Regions from separate parts of the Sus scrofa genome. Here region 2 is linked to region 1. A link is a contact called in public Hi-C data. All regions are on one chromosome and are shown on one strand. Each heading gives the region's core, a stretch centred on a gene start, on an enhancer-like site or on the middle of the called end of the contact. The rest is flanking DNA. Distances are from core to core; before and after follow the strand shown.

Region 1 (4,185 bases), core at 566-3,065:
GTTCCTGTGGGCCGGGCTTGGTCCTAAGTGCTGCACACATATTTCATTCGCTCCTCTCTGTAGCTGCGGGAAAGGTGTTTCTGTTACCTCCATTTTCTAGATAAAGGGCCTGAGGCTCAGAGAAGCAAAATACCCTCTCAGGGTCACACAGCCACGTAAATGTCGGGGCCCCGGAGTTCCCGCTGTGCCTCAGTGGTTAATGAACCCGACTAGCAACCATGAGGACGCGGTTCAACCCCTGGCCTCACTCAGTGGGTTAAGGATCCGGCGTCGCCGTCAGCTGTGGTGTAGGTTGCAGACACGGCTCGGATCCTGCGTTGCTGTGGCTGTGGTGTAGACCAGCAGCTACAGATCCAATTCAACCCCTAGCCTGGGAACCTCCATATGCTGCGGGTGTGGCCTTAAAAGGACAAAATAAAATAAAATAAAATGACAGAGCCCTATTGAAACTGGAAAAGTGTCTAAACTACCCCACCTGGCTGCCGCTTATAACCAACCAGTCATTGGCAGGTATCTCTTGAGCCTGCTGTGTTTCTCTGATTGTCCTGGGGCTGGAGAGACAGCTGTGAGCCAACAGAAGAACCCACCCCACCCCAAAGAGCCCACATTCTTGAATGGGAGCCTTTGGAGAAGAACTCTTCTCGGGGATTTGTGTTGGGGGCACTTTTAGAGAAAAGGCCTGCCTCCTTTCCCCCAGCCCCCCACCTCCCCGCTGCTCGTGCTTCCTCTTTGAAACCCCTCCGAGCCTTCTGAGTCCCCACTTGGGGAGATGAGGGCTGAGAGCCCATGTCACAGAGATCCTGGCACACCTTTTCAGGGGCAGCTGACAGCACTCATGCCAGCCCAATAAGAGCCTCGGGGGGCCCACAGCCACCCCACTCACGTGCCCCCGTCACCTCCACACGGCCCTGCGTCTGTTACTCTTTACACACACACAAAGAGCCTGGGTGCCGTTGCTGGCACTCAGCTGCTGGAGTGGGGAGGCGGGCAGCGGTGAAAAGCTTTTCTGAAAGGCCAGGGCGAGGCAGGAGTCGCCCAGGTGATCTGAGCCGTTCCCCTGGGACCCCAGCCCAGGACCACAGTGAAAGGTTACTGCTAATTGGCAAAAGCTCCTGATGGGGCCGCATCTATTTAGCACCCCCCCACTCCCCAGAGACTTCCAGGACGGTCTTGGCACCGTGTGTGATTCGAATGCTCCCCGCCTGAGTCTGGCACAATCTGTCTGAAATTGTGAACATGGAGGCTCTTGGTTTTTTAATGTGTAGTTTCGTTGTTGTTTCTCTCTGCCCATTGTTTCTGGTAGGTTTAGTAGCAGCAGCCACCCTGCCGGTGAAGCCCCCTCCCTGCGGCCCTCTCAGCAGCCTCCTGCCCCCCAGCCCCCGCCCAGACCTAGCATCGGAGGCCTTGCAGGGTCAGCGAGCAGCACCGTCCCTGCCCGCGACCCACTGCTGGCCGCAGGGCCCGGCTCTCACCCCGCCATCCTCCCTGACACTAACACAGCTTGTCCACCCTGTCGCAGGGGGCAGATGGCCTGTCGGAGCCCGAGGGCATCTCTCTGAAGCGGGTCGCTGTGGTGGAAGATTTCTTTGACATCATCTACTCGATGCATGTGGAGAGCTCAGCGGAGCCAGGCAAAGCCCCCAAGCACGCCGGGCAGAAGAAAACCTACCGAGCGGTGAGATTTCTGTCTCTTTGCCTCTGCTGGCAGCCCCAGGCCTTGGCAGGAGGCCATGGGCTCCGCACATGTTGGGCAGGGGGCGGGGCAGGGAGCTGAGGCGTGATGAAACGGCCTTTGGGGACCCAGGGGGGCACAGGGCAAGGGCATGGCAGCCAGAGACTGGCTCACGGGGCGAGGGGGCGGGCTCTGTGGTCTGAGCACAAAGGAGAAGCAGGTTGAAGGAGAGAGAGGGAGGGAAGGAGAGGGATGAGGGCAGGTGGAAAGCCCCCCTCTTCCTGGTTTCTGCTTCACTCCATCCCCCCACCCCATCCTGGGGCCTGCGGATTGGAAGTGGAGGCGGGGGTGGCTAAATAATAATAATCGGAAGAGCAAATGCTTCCATGGCATTTACTGTGTGCCAGGCCCATCCTAACTACTTTCTATGTGTGAGTTCTTTCGGTCCCCTATAACCCCCGGCAAGGCAACGCTGGAAGTTCCCCAGGGGAAGTCTGAGGACCTGGGCCCCACCCTCAGGAGATCACAGTTCAATGTGGGGTGGGGAAGCGGAAAGCAAAACCAAGACCTGTGAAACAGAAATGTCTCCCAGACTAGCTTGGAGGGAACTAGAACCCAGGCACCCAGGCCTTTAGCAAGGGCGTCTCCAGACACCAGAGTTCAGTGCTAAGCCAGGGGGGACTCCATGGGGAAAGTGGCAGCTAAGCTAGCAGTCTAAGCTCTGGGTGGGCAGAAGGGAGCCAAGGCAGCTATCTAGGCTGGGAAACATCACACGTGGGGTGGTGGCAGGGACGGTAGCCAGAGCAGGAGGGCCCTGCCTGAGTTCTGGTCCCGTCCCCTTGTTGACACCCATTGCCACGGCTCACGCACAGCTCTGGCTTGTCTGGTGCCTGCCACTAAACTGATAAAGCCAAGTACTTTGTGTTCATTCAAGCCTCACAGCAATCTTGTGACGGAGGCACCGTGGCCCATTTCACAGTTAAGGAAACTGAGACCCAGGGAGTTAATAAGACCACACAGCACTGAAGTGCCAGTCAGCCAGTATCCCGGTCCCCCTCTGTGCTGACTTTCTCCCTGGCTTCCTAGAGACCTGCCCCTCTCTCTCACTGGGCTTCCTCACCCAAGGTGGACGCGAACCCCTCCGAGTGCTTTTGTAAACAGCCTTGGAGTGCAGTGGAGGTGGCCTGTATAAGTCTATAGTTTCACTATATGGCCTGATGTTTTTAAAAAACTTACAATCTGGTTTGTCCTTGTCCTCAGAAAATGGCCTTGGCCCCAGATGAAGGCTGGACCCACGTGCCAGGGACCTCAGAGGGCTGAGGGTTGGGCTGAGGGAGGCCAGAGAGGATGGTGCCATCCGCCCCAGCCCGGCCTGCTTCTCGGCACTCGCACGTTAGGCAACGACTTGTGGGAAGGGAGTTCTAAGGGTTTTTCGGCTGGAGGGCCACCGACAAGGGAGGGCTACCCGAGCCTGGGCCTATGTGGGCCGCTTGGTGCTGGTGAGACCCCACAGAGGTTCTCAGCATTGAATTTGCCAGCGCCGGGAGTCGGCACGTGCCAGGCTCTGCGCTCAGCACGTCCCCTGCACCAGCTCTCCGAGCCAACACGTGGACGGAGCTTGTGCCGATAAAGCAGGTGCTACTGTCACCCCCATTTCACAGAGGAGGCAAACGAGGCCCAGAGAGATGAGTAAACCTGCCTTGAGGTCACCCAGCTGATACTCAGAGCCAGGCAGCTGGCCCTTGAGCCCCACATGCCCTGCCTCTCTCCAAACCGCCTGTGGTCAGCTAGCGAGCCTGCTGACTCGCTTGTCGAAGCAGACAGGCTTCGGCCAACCAGACCACGTGATTTCCCTGGTCGCCTCAGCACCCAGCCCCAAGCCTCGCCCTCAGGCCCTTCTTGGGTATTCATGAAGCCTGGGGTCTCTGAGCTGCTGGCTGTGGGGAGGGCGGGCCTGGGCTGCTCCCACCAGGCTTTGCATCTCTGCGCCAAGCGGACATCCAGCCCTTGGCTCTGCACTTCCTGGCTGCTCGTCCATGTGCCCGCCGCGTGCCCCACTTCCCGCTGCCCAGCCTGGAGCTGGCACATGACTGGCAGTGAGCCAGCTGGGCTGCGCACAGAGCTGGAATTTCAGCAGCAGGGCCAAGGCTGAGGGAGCAGGCCAGGCCCTCCTGCAGCGGGTGTGAGGCCAAGGGGGCTGCCGCACCTCCTTCCTCCCCTGTGTGCCTCCACTCCCTCCCCCCTCCCCTTCCCCATCTGTCACCCTTCTTGTGCCACCCCTTTCCTTTTTGGGGAGGGCAGGGTGGTGCCTGGATGCTTTTGTCCTCCTCTTTTCACCTGCTCCCATTTTCCTCAACCCAAGCCTCACTCTTTAGCTCCATCCCTGCCTGTGGAAAGAGACCTCCGTGCTGATGGCTGCAGAGAGGCACAGCCTGGCCCTGCGGGGTTGGCATCAGGCCCTTGGGAAAGGTTTTTGGACCTGTGTGTATTTTGCCAAACCTGAATCCTGGGAT
Region 2 (4,145 bases), core at 1,120-3,619, 110 kb before region 1:
TTATTTTAGGATTTTCTGGAAGGTTGGCTGGTTACACCCTCACTACTAATGTGTGTGAGATGGACCCCAGTCCCCTTGCCCCTTGCTAACGCAATAGAGGTGAGGACCCCAAGGCCAGGGAGGGGAAGTGTTGCATGCCTCATGACACAGCTACTCAGCTGCCTACTGTCCAGCTGTCCGCAGGCACTGGGAAGTGAGCCTCCTGGACACTCAGCCTTCTCTCTTGCCTGGAGATCCACCAAGAGCAGCCACTGGTACAGGAGGAGGCCTGGGTTCTGTTCTTGGCTTGGCTACTAAATTTCTGTGTGATATTGTGCAGGTCGCTGCATCTTCCCCTGCCCTGGGCCTCAGTGTTTCCACCTGTGTAGTGGGAGAGGTTGTCCACTCTGAAGTCCTCCTGCTCTGACCACCCACCCTTAAACTCACCGCTGCTTCTGCCACTGCCCAGAGGGACCACCAGAGGGCGCCCTAGACCAGCACTTGGTCCAGCTCTGGTGCAGGGGGCCCTCAGGAAAGTGAGTAGCAGGGAGTGTTTTCCAGGAGCCATTAGCTTTGCTTACAGGGGCTGCCTTATGGCCAGACCTACCCAAGCTATCTCCCCATTCCTCTGGCTGAGCGCTGATCTCTGAAGAGGGAGGATGGAGATAGAGCATCCAAGGCCGGCAATCTTGCACTCATCCCTGTCTGCTTTGGGTTGACTGCATAAGGTCCAGGTGTCCCAGTGTCAGGGCTGACAGCCTCAAAAGGCTTCCACTGTCTCTCAGCCTCTTATAGCTGCTGCATCCTTCCCCCACTGCATTGCTCTGCAGTAGGAAGCCCCTGTCCTGGTGAGTGCCTGGCCACTTGGAAGGGGCACCTCACAGCCCATTTTAGATATGGATGGATTCATGCTTGGGGCCCTGGACAGTGTGGTCTCGGAAACCACAACATCCAGGACCTCCAGATACCTCACATGACAGACCCCAGAACCACAGAAACAGGCACCATAGACCTCAGGGCCCACTTGGCGCTTCCCAGAGCCCAATATCTGACCCTCTTTGTGAAGGATTATCCTGGGAGCACCAGAGGGGCTTTATCAGCTCCCCTCCAGACTCTCTTAATGCTGATTTTGCCCTCGAAGTAGAAGCAGAACCTTTGCTTTGCAAATCAAGCTTCAAGACAAAGCAGCGCCTCCCAGCACATTGGGGGATCGAACCTGTGTCCCAGTGCTCCCAAGATGCCACCCATCCCATTGTGCCACAGTGGGAACCCCCATCTACCTTGTTTTCTTTTCTGCTGCTCTACTTCCCTCAGAAGGTTGTGGGGGTCAGAGAGGGTGTAAGAGCCCCTGTGTGAAGGGTGACATACTCTCCCTGTGTCAGGTGTAATTGTCCTCAGAGCACAGGACTGCACGCGGAGGTCACGTGGAGGAGAGGCTGGCGGCAGGCCACACCCTCCCGAGTGCCCCAGTTTGCAAATAACAATGGCTGACGTTTCCAGGCCTGTTCTGTGCTGAACACCTCACCCCTATCGTCTCTTCATCCTCTCAGTTGACCCTTAGAGTAGGCGTGCGACCAGGCCCAGCTTTGCAGACAGGAGAACTGAGGCATGCAGCCATTAGCTAGCTTGCCTGAGGTCCCGCCCTGGGGCCAGTGGTGGGTCTGGGCCTTGGACGCTGGTGCCCGGCCTCTGGAGCCTGTGTTCTTAGCTACTGAACTTCCCTGTTTAAGCCGATGCGGGGCAGGGGGTGGGCAGCCCTGAGGTCTCTTTGTCCATCTGTAGGAATCTTCATCCAGGTCAGGAGCCCTGAGGCTAGAAAGCAATGCTGTGCCTCTGTCTCTCTCTGCCTCTCGTACATGCCAGGGCATCTGGGGCAAGCCAGGAGCTGGGTACCATCCGGCACGGAAAGTGGGGGATGTTTAAGGCCCCCTGAGTCTGAGAGTCTATGATTCTAAGAATTGTCCTGGGGTCTCATTCCCGACAGCCAGCCTCTGCCTTGGACTCATTTGCTGGACTTTGGGGTCTTGGGAGGTGGGGGTGGAGGGTGGGGGGAGTCCCTGAAGGCTCAGGGTGGTGCCCACCCACCAGCCCAGACGCGGGGCACCAGCAGGCTCCTCCTCCTCAACGCCCGGGCTCTTATCAGGGAAGCAGTTCGGGTTGGTGCGGAGGGGGAAGCCTGAGGCCCGGGGCTCCAGCAAGGTGGGTGGGAGAGATAGGGAAGTGGGGAGGGGGCCTCTGGGTCCTGTTGGGAAGGCCTGAGGCTGGAAGGGACGCCCAGAGCCTGTGGTGTCCTTGCTGGTCGGGCCTCTCGACACGGTTCCGGGGCTGCTGCCGCTCCCATCCTTGCAGGCAAGACGCCTGCACCTTTAATTAGCAGGCGGCAGCCTCTCCCCGATTCATCACAGTCACTGTTTAATTAGCTGCACACAAGGCACCCCTACCCCCCAGCTCTGGGCTGAGCAGCCTGCCTCTCTCACAGAGGCTGCCACCACCTCATGGTGTCCCCTGTCACCACCCCCCATACTTATTCTGCTCCCCAGAATGGGGGATGGGGCGGGCGCGCCTGGCTGAAACCTCAAGGAGATTCTGGGCACTGACGCTTATATTGAGGGCATCCGGCAAACATTATTAGGACCTCAAGGCTGTGCCAGGCTGGCGCTGGGTGGCCACCTCCTGCTGGGGACGACTTTTCCCTTTGGGAGGTGTTGCTCCCCCCTCCCCACATCCCGAAAGGGACAGCCATTTCTTCCTGTTCGTCTCTGTCCCCAGAGCCTAGCAGGCGCTTCTGAAAAGGCCGCATCTTTCAGGATGGAGAGCGTCCATTCTGCAACCAGGCTACGGGCAAAAGGAGGTGGCAAGGGGTTCTCAGCCCTGCTCTGCATCCTCACGGACCCGGGAGTCAGGGCTGCCAAAGTGAGCCCACGGTCTGTGGCTGGGCCAGGCACTCTGTTTCCCTGAAGCAGGGCGGGGCTCGTGGCCCCGGGAGGGACACCGCACACCCTTGTGCAGAGCCAGGGCGGCTGCTGCCTCGGGGCAGCCAGCTGGAGCAGGAGGCTCGGGTTCCATCCCAGCCCTGTGCTCTGGTCCATCCTGTGGCTGCAGGTAAATCAGCCACCCTGGGGCCGAAGAAGGCTGTCAACCCCCACCTCTGGCTCTGAGGTGGACTAAGGGCGTGGAAGGATCAGCGTTTATTCTGGTCCCCGAGGGAAGTGCCAGAGCCTACCGACCCTGGTCCTGACCATCTGGGTGGCCTCCCGCCAGCCACCGAACTGCACTGGCCTCGGTTTCCCCATAAGTAGCAGCCACCTCATGGGTTGTCATGAGGATTCAACGATTGGCAGTGTTCAGGGCGTTCAGAACAGAGGGGGCCCTCAGCAGTCACGGGCGGGCTGCTGCTTTCTGCCATTATTTCTCCTCCTTTTCCTCATCAGTATTTACGGCCAAGTGTGAGGGAGTTGGTGGCGGGTGAGTGAGGCAGCCTCCTTGCTTTCAGTTTTCCTTCCAGTGGGGGAGACAGCTGAAAACAAGTCATAAAGAAAGGAAAAGTGTAACTTCATCTGAATTAAGCCTGCAAGTCAGTTAATGGTACCACAGGGGTGTTCCTTTCTTGGTTTGGACCCAGGTACCAGGTGAGGTAATGGGAGGATATACAGGAATCCTCTGTATTGTCTTTGCAACTTTTCTATGAATCTAAAATTATTCTCTAAAAAGAGTTTTTTTTTTTAATTTTTTAATTTTTTTTTGTCGTTTTGCCATTTCTCGGGCCGCTCCCGCAGCATATGGAGGTTCCCAGGCTAGGGGTCTAGTCGGAGCTGTAGCTGCCAGCCTACGCCAGAGCCACAGCAACGCTGGATCCGAGCCGCGTCTGCAACCTAGACCACAGCTCATGGCAACGCCGGATCGTTAACCCACTGAGCAAGGGCAGGGACCGAACCCGCAAGTTCATGGTTCCTAGTCGGTAACCACTGCGCCATGACGGGAACTCCTATTTTAAAAATACAATTTGAGGGAGTTCCCTTGTGGTGCAGCTGATTAATGATCCAGTGTTGTCACTGCTTTAGCTCTGGTCGCTGCTGTGGGTCAGTCCCTGGCCTGGAACTTCCACCTGCCCCAGTCATGGGCCAAAAAAAAAAAAAAAATACAATTAGGGCTAATGGAAGTACCAC

The links. Hi-C and Micro-C count contacts between places; a contact is called where the count stands out from the background.
Region 2: a contact with region 1 is called in a Hi-C map of fetal liver, with 2.8 times the contacts expected there. The contact joins two enhancer-like sites. A contact is called at or near these places in 2 of 5 promoter capture datasets (fetal liver and liver), 28 of 47 Hi-C or Micro-C datasets (adipose tissue, alveolar macrophages, blood and 14 more) and 2 of 2 datasets of contacts at active chromatin or transcription factors (alveolar macrophages and skeletal muscle).

Annotation. Positions count from the first base shown.
Region 1 is chr17:36,147,316-36,151,500 of Sscrofa11.1, reverse strand. NOL4L (nucleolar protein 4-like) reads left to right here. Exons shown (of 11, transcript XM_021077429.1): 2 at 1,520-1,675. Among named protein-coding and RNA genes, the nearest start is that of NOL4L, 52 kb to the left of the region's middle. Within about 2 kb of position 1,815, at least 14 of the 83 cell types and tissues checked have an H3K27ac peak or open chromatin away from gene starts, as enhancers often do. A contact at or near this core is called in fetal liver, where this site is marked.
Region 2 is chr17:36,259,890-36,264,034 of Sscrofa11.1, reverse strand. The region is part of intron 6 of COMMD7 (COMM domain-containing protein 7); the gene reads left to right. Among named protein-coding and RNA genes, the nearest start is that of NOL4L, 61 kb to the right of the region's middle. Within about 2 kb of position 2,369, at least 6 of the 83 cell types and tissues checked have an H3K27ac peak or open chromatin away from gene starts, as enhancers often do. A contact at or near this core is called in fetal liver, where this site is marked.